2 separate regions of the Gossypium hirsutum genome follow, and region 1 is linked to region 2. A link is a contact called in public Hi-C data. All regions are on one chromosome and are shown on one strand. The core of a region is the stretch at or near the end of the contact, and the rest is flanking DNA. Distances in the headings are between cores, read along the strand shown.

Region 1 (4,050 bases), core at 188-2,687, 110 kb after region 2:
ATTAAAAAAAAGGATAATATAATTATTTGCCCCTAAACTTGACAATTAGATTCATTATGTTAAATGGACTTGGATTCCATCAAGATTTGATGATGTGACTAGTGTTCTTGGAACATGACTGGATTGATCGGTCGGATCGATTAAACCGAGAACCGATCCCTATATTGGTCCAAACAAATAGGTTGAATTGATTGAATCAGAAATTGCTCAGAACTGGTAAAATTGAAAATTAGGACGAAAACTAGTAGTTGAACAGGTTGAACCAGTTTAATAATTTTTTTAAAAAAAATTATGAATTTTTAATTATTTATTTAAGTATTTTTAGTCTAGTAGTTGAACCGATCAAACTGGTTGGATCGAGAACCAACGGTCAGACTAATTCAACTACAGGTTCGGCTATTAGACTTGGATTCCATCAAGATTTGATGATGTGACTAGTGTTCTTGGAACATGACTGGATTGATCGGTCGGATCGATTAAACCGAGAACCGATCCCTATATTGGTCCAAACAAATAGGTTGAATTGATTGAATCAGAAATTGCTCAGAACTGGTAAAATTGAAAATTAGGACGAAAACTAGTAGTTGAACAGGTTGAACCAGTTTAATAATTTTTTTAAAAAAAATTATGAATTTTTAATTATTTATTTAAGTATTTTTAGTCTAGTAGTTGAACCGATCAAACTGGTTGGATCGAGAACCAACGGTCAGACTAATTCAACTACAGGTTCGGCTATTAGAACATTGTATGTAACATTCTAAGTTTGTATTATGTCATCACCTGGAAATTTTATAAAATTTTGGGTAAACTACACTATAGGTCACCCAACTATGGGTACGTTTCTTTTTTTGTCACTTAACTATAATTGTTTTTTTAAATTGGTCACTCAACTAATCGGGTTTTTTTTTGAACCATTTCCATTAAGTACCAAATTGGAGGATGACGTAACAGTTATAAAATCGATATGATAACAAATTTAGTTATTAACTTTTACTTATTATATTGATTTAATCATAATTTTAAAAACATAACTCTCAAAATTACAATTAATCATTTTGATCCTAATTCTTAAAAAAATTAATATATAAATACATAAATATTTTTATTTTTATATATTTTTTAAAATTATTATATATATATTTACAACAAAACACAATCTCATCTCATGAAAATCCTCAATCTCTCTCTCTTTTCAACAAATTTTAAATTATAGCTATGGAGAAGCTGAAGCTTTGACCGATGAAATTGAAGAAGAGTTTAGGATCAAAGAGATCCTTCACAATTGTCAAGATGAGGTGTCGTTTGCTTAAAATTTTTAATTTTCAAATGAAAATGATATTACAAAAGAAAAGGTAAATTTAAACATTCGGCCTGATCTAGTAAGAAAGATGTACCTGGTATTTATAGCCCATAGTTTCGATTTTTATATTCACTCTATATTAATTAGGTTGCTGACCCTTTCCACCACCAAGAGTCTCATTCTCATTCAATCAATAACCTCAGCAGTAAACATAATTAAAGATCAAGATGGTGGGTCAATGGACGGCGACTAAACCAAGCCGGAGCGATGAAGTTTTGGACTCGGATCAACAACAACGAATCACCAACCAGGTCAGAGCTCAGTTCGATTCGATGGTCCCAAAACGACCCACCAAACCCAACCGGAGTGAACCGGATTTGACATCCTCCAATCCCCCTTCAGATGTGGACCAAAACATACCCGAGCTTGACAAGTTACGGTCCCTTCAATCTCAATCTCAGGTACGCAATTCCTTAACCTTGTACCCCCTCATCTTTGTCTTTCAAGTTTTGGGGTCAGCTCTTTGTTTTGCTTTCATAGGCGAAGATCTCAGAGGGGGGAGCTACAGTGGAACAAGAGGAGTTTGTGGAGACACAGTATTACAGGGAGATGAATTCCATTGACAAACAGCATCACACGGTTGTTGTTTTTGTCTGAACACTGCAGTGTCTTTGTGATTTTATTTCTCATTGGGTTTTGTTTTTTGGTTATGGATGACAGACAGGAAGTGGGTTCATAAGAGTGATGAAAGAAGGAGGTGAAGGAAATGGATATGATATTCAACTGGAAAGTGGGCAGGATGCAATCAGCAAGCCTATCTTCAAAAGCAACCCAGCAACTAATGACTGGATTCCGACCCTGGAAGATGATCAGGTATTCATTTAGGGCTTAATTCTATCAAATAGAAAGAATTAAAAGGGCCATCTGTTTAATGATGTGCATATGATCAGGTCTTTGTTTCATCCAAACCGAATCGAAGTGAGGGTTGTTAGATCAACACGTGATGTTGACCAACTTTGCTTATGTTATAGTAAATGTTGTGGTCCTGGAATAACACAGAAATTGGATATGGTTTGTAATGGTTTAAACATTGTGTTCACTTTTTCTACCTTGTTCTTTGCTTAATGTAAAGGTAAAAATTAAAATCCCCAAGCAATTTCTTCATGAGCTGACTTGCTTTACACATGGCAACTTTAGGCATAGTTTTCCGTTCCTGCAAATTTGAAATTCGAACTAGTAAGAATGTAATTTAAAAAGATTTACAAATATATTTTTTAATAATTAGAGTAATTCAAAAAACAATAATTTTAGTCTCTACCCAAACAATAACAAATAAAATTAGTTGGTTAAATTCAATTATGCTAGGTTTAGTCTCTCATTTTAAATTTATATATTTTTAAAGATTAAAATTTCAATTTTGAAGCAAATTACAATCACATATAATAATGCATTTATTGTTTAAAATTTGAAAAATAGTAGAATTTAAACTTTTTGAAACCTCAAATTTTGATAAAAGATGAACAAATTAGGTTTCATGTTTAATCCCAAAAAGAAGGATTTTCTCAAAAATCACGCTTGAAAAGGCACAACTAAAAGATTATAAAGCCATGTCAAATACACGAAAGTAAATATCACGCTAGGTGTAGTAAAAATGATATTATTCAAAGTTATAAAACAAATTAAAATAAAAAGATGATGGAAGAATAATAAAAATTTTCTCCTTCATTCAACGTTCACTTGGTTTTCTTAAATCTTGAAAGCTTCAATTCTTGTATTTTATATATATATACACATATATTTAATAATATTAGAATAACCTTTTACTTTTGAATAGATTTTTAATATTTTCTAAGATTAAGGCTTCCTTTCAATGTGTTTGAACCACTTTTTTAATTCAATCTCACTGATGAGGTGTTTGGATAATACCTGCAGTTGCCCACTGAATTGATTCTCACTGTGTTACACTTCCAGTTGCTCACTGATGCTTTTTGCTTCAGTGCACTCAACGCAGGCCTTTTTTCTAATTTTACCCATGGCCATTTCTATTGTTTTTAACCTTTTCTTTCCCTTTTAATATTTGAAAAGCCCAAGCAATTTATCTCTAGATTAGGTTGGATAAATACTTATATTATATAATAAATTAATAAATATTATAATTTATAGGATAATAAGTAAATAACAATTAAGGTGTTTTAAGGTTATAACTATCATTTAAATAAATACAAATATGATAATTTATAGGATAATAAATAAAATATCAAAAGATACATTTTAATATTTTATTAAGTGAATTTATAAATTCACATGCTTTAATAATTTTATAAAAGTAAAATAATTTAAAAAACTTTTGATATATATCAATTCTAATTTGATGTTCTTAAAAGTCATTTTCTATTCTCACTTTACTGCCACAGCTGGATTTGAATCCAAACACATACTCTACCGCTGTTTCTAATCTCACCGCTACAGTATTCAATCTCACTACTACAATAACTAATCTCACCGCCACCGCTGTTTTTAACCTTATCGGAGCTAAACACACCACCCATCTAAACTAAACCTAAATTAGAGTGCGTAAATAATAAAAATTAAATTATTATAAATAATAATCAAATTAATATAATAAATAAACATTGAGTCCGAAATTTATTATTATGATGGTAAAGTTAACCACAGATAATAGGATTCAAGCATAATTATGATTAGTTAAATGATTGTTTTGTAATTTTTTATAGTTGATTAAGATTTTC
Region 2 (3,818 bases), core at 607-3,106:
CCCATGATTTGCCGAACCATAGAACAGATCGAGCTACCAACAATATCCCAATTTTCCTGATAGAATTTAGCATGGAACTTGTCAGTTCCTTGAGCCTTCAAGGGTACCATACTAAAAATAGCTCTGCGTATGATAGACAACATCAAACATTCCATATCAGCCGTGGGTATCAGTGGGAACTTACCTTGGCTAGGAGGATAACCATTGATCGGATACTCTGTTGTATGCAGGTCTTTGAAGTAGTTCACCACATGTTTCAAAGAATCATCATCAAAACACCATTCGTCATTTCGAACCTTCAACCCTTTAATCTTATTCCTTCTTCATCTTGCTAGAGTGCGTCCATAGAAATAACTTGTATTTTTATCTCCATATTTAAGCCATTTCAATCTAGATTTTTGGAACCACATTAGTTCTTCATGATTTAAAATTTCTTCAACCTCCTGGCCTAAGTTTAATTCACGTTCATGGAGACACAACGAGGACATTAAATCTAGAATTTTTTGCACCCTGTTCAATTTAGAAGTTTCCTTTTACGCACAAAGATGTTTTTGTAAAATCGTTTATTCCAATCTTGCACCACATTTTGAAAACATTCTAAATTCCTTTCAATCCCTATATCATTTCTCCAAGTTTTCCTTACAAGGTCTTTAAACTCGGCATGTAGCATCCAACTAGTTAGACACTGAAACGAGCGACAATCCCTTTGAACAATCAGGCTTAGAGAGACCAAAATTGGACAATGGTTGGATTTCAGCCGATAAAGATTACGGACCATACAGTTTGGCGCAAAGAAGTCCCACTCTGAATTACAAATGGCCCGATCAACTCTCCGAGACAGGTTCCCTCTACTCAATGTGAATTGAGGACTATTATAACCGAAATCCCAAATCTTATTGTCAAACAGGAAAGACTGAAACCACTTACAACCAAGTCGTGCCTGAACAACACCTCCTACCCTCTCCGAACCATCTAACACCGAGTTAAAATCACCAACAATTAGCCACGATTTTGAAATCGAATTTTCCATAACATCCAAGTTATACCAGAGATCCTTCCTCTTCTTTTGTTACGGGCTAGCATAAACCACTGTGCATAGAAAACTAGAAGAGTTAATCTCGCTGCAAACTTTCATGTGGACCATTTGAGGATGAATAGCCAAAATATCAACTAAACCTGTCTCATTCCACAGAATCCATATTCCACCGGCAAAACCATTAGCTTTAATCCTACAAGATTGAGCCATTCCAAATTTAGAAATAATTCTGTCATCTCGCGTACCACTTGTCCGAGTTTCAAAAAGACAAATGATCTCTGGCTAAAACTCTTTCCGATACTCAGAAACAAACTTATGAAAACGCGGATGTCTTGTACCTTGACAATTCCAAAAAATAATATTTGTGTCCATATAAAGCAGAGCGAAAAAAAAAACCCAACAACAGATTGCGTTTTAACAAATATCCTTGGCGTTAGTAGGAACCGTAGTACCCATCTACTCATCATCTTTCGGATTGTCAACTATTGTCTCTGTGATTGCATGTCCCTGCTCCAACCCAGAGATTATACCCTCCATAGCTGCCACTAAATCCACCGTAGCAACTATCGATTTATTCAAAGAATCATCTGGCGATTTATGATGTTGGGCAATCCCTTAGACCAATAACTGATTTCGCGGCCCTTGAAGAATGCCACTGGAAGCTACCCTAAAACGAAAAACCCCATTCTCCTTGCCCAACTCCATACCCATTTTATACTTGAGCAACCCCCTGTTCTCTTTCTCACTGTTTACTTGCTCGGAATGCCTGATGCTTGGTTTTATCTAACTTGGCTGTTAAAGTAATTGGTTGGAAACCCATGATTTGCTCACCCCCAGCAGCCTTGCTGGTGTTCAGGCCAAAATTAACATTCGTGGGCCTCTGACCCATTCCAGTTGAAGACCCAATATTCTTATTGATAAGCCTCAAAATTTAAAAGCCCACTTTGGACCCATTCCCTAACAAAAATCCTTTACCTTTAGCATTCGACTTATTTCTTCTTGGGCCAGCAGATCCTTTGATGGATGACACCCTTACATCACACTCATTTTCATTTATATTTATTTGTTCTGTCGGTTTGTCAAAGCCATTAAATGCGCCATCATCATTAACCAGATTCTCTTCCACTACAGCAAATCATGATTGTTCTGGAATCATTCCCTGAATTACGTTCCTTGTTTCCCCGCTGCTCCGACCTTTCCCTCTTTGCCGACGTTTGACCAACATCCATGAACCAAAGCTCTCTTCTTCAACTCTTTTTTTCTAGCTCTTATTTTTCATCAACCACGGAAGCACTACCATTACCAATATCAGATGATGAAGATTTCATTCTCTCACATCCTTCAACACTATGACCATAGAGACCACAGTTAAAACAAACGTTCAACAATGATTCATATTCAACACGCTATGTCCGGCCATTGATCTTTACTTTGGGTACCAACGGTTTCTTAAGATCAACACAAACAGCTAAGTGCGCAAACTTGCCCCTCCTGGCAAAGTCTATGTGAGTGTCTAGTTTCATAACCGGGCCAATAGCTTGCCTGATGGCACGAAGCAAAAAATTCGGAGTAATAGCCTTCTGGTAAACCTGGTAGTCTTATCCAATACATCAATTCCAGTATTGGCGGTAGAAAAATCCAGTGACCAAGGGTGCACTGTTCCATAAACTACCCACGGACGTCCTACCAGCACTATTATAGTCTTTCTCATTGTTAAAACGAACAAGGTAGAAATCTTTCTCCAAGTCCATTAGCTGAACAGGATTCAAAGGCTTCCACATTGTATTAATCTTATTAAGCAAAGCATGAAAACCTATTCTACGTACGGATTTCAATTGCGGTCGCAGTTGCGTTTTCGGTCGCATTGCGTTTATCGCACTTGCGGACATAACGGATGCTATTGTGGTCATTGCGAATATCGCGGTCGTGAATTTTAAAACAACTTATTGTAAAATATAATAGCAGTTTCGACAATAACGGTTTCAGACGGTGCCGCTACCGCTATATAACGACCGCTATTTTAATAACGAACTGCTATTTAAATCCCTGATTCTACTGCCCAAAAGTTTGACAATCAGTGTTTTCGACATATTCCGCTCAATAAACTTATGAACACGATTCGAAAAGGTAATAAACGGTATTCCATCTACCACCTCCGTTATCACATCTCCCTCTTAAAGCTCGAAGACCTCTTCCATCCTATCTGTTTGGTCCAAATTCTGAGCCATGCCCAACAACGTGGCCTTGTATGAAGCCTTAGCCATTCCGGATCTGGAACCTGTCTTCCATTACCATCAACCGTAAGGTCGTCCGACTCTGTAGTAACCTCCGATCTCCTTCAAACTTTCTTTGTTTCCCTTCCGACACCGTTATTCGAACTATCAAGTGTTCCTGCCACTGTGATCTCCATGATTCAAGTAATAATCATTTGAAAAATGTTTTGATTTAAATACATGTTATTTGTCGAAGAAATCAAATAATATTATCAACTGGTTTTTACTTGAATGAAAGTAACGGTTTTTATAAATTTATAATATTAAATTTTAATTTTAATTAATATATAAGTGTAACACTAATTAAATAATAATTATTTAAAATAATAAATGTAATTTAATATAAATACAAAATTTAATTCAACATTATTTATTTAAAATTTTATATACAAGTATTTATACTCAATAATTAGTTTTCTAAATAATATTACTTTTGTTATTATGTAATAATGATTAATAATATATTAATAAATTATTTTAATGTTAATTTAATAATATAATAAATGATA

What was found. A called contact is a pair of places that touch in the nucleus more often than the background predicts.
Region 1: a contact with region 2 is called in a Hi-C map of leaf, with 1.6 times the contacts expected there. The contact joins the promoter of LOC121224096 here to the enhancer-like site in region 2. A contact is called at or near these places in 5 of 34 Hi-C or Micro-C datasets (callus and leaf).

The regions. Positions count from the first base shown.
Region 1 is chrD12:30,301,946-30,305,995 of Gossypium_hirsutum_v2.1, forward strand. It overlaps LOC121224096, which reads left to right and starts at 1,438. Exons shown (of 7, transcript XR_005921586.1): 1 at 1,438-1,761; 2 at 1,841-1,939; 3 at 2,021-2,173.
Region 2 is chrD12:30,192,530-30,196,347 of Gossypium_hirsutum_v2.1, forward strand. No RefSeq gene overlaps it. Among protein-coding and RNA genes, the nearest start is that of LOC121224094, 51 kb to the right of the region's middle. Within about 2 kb of position 1,857, at least 7 of the 9 cell types and tissues checked have an H3K27ac peak or open chromatin away from gene starts, as enhancers often do. A contact at or near this core is called in leaf, where this site is marked.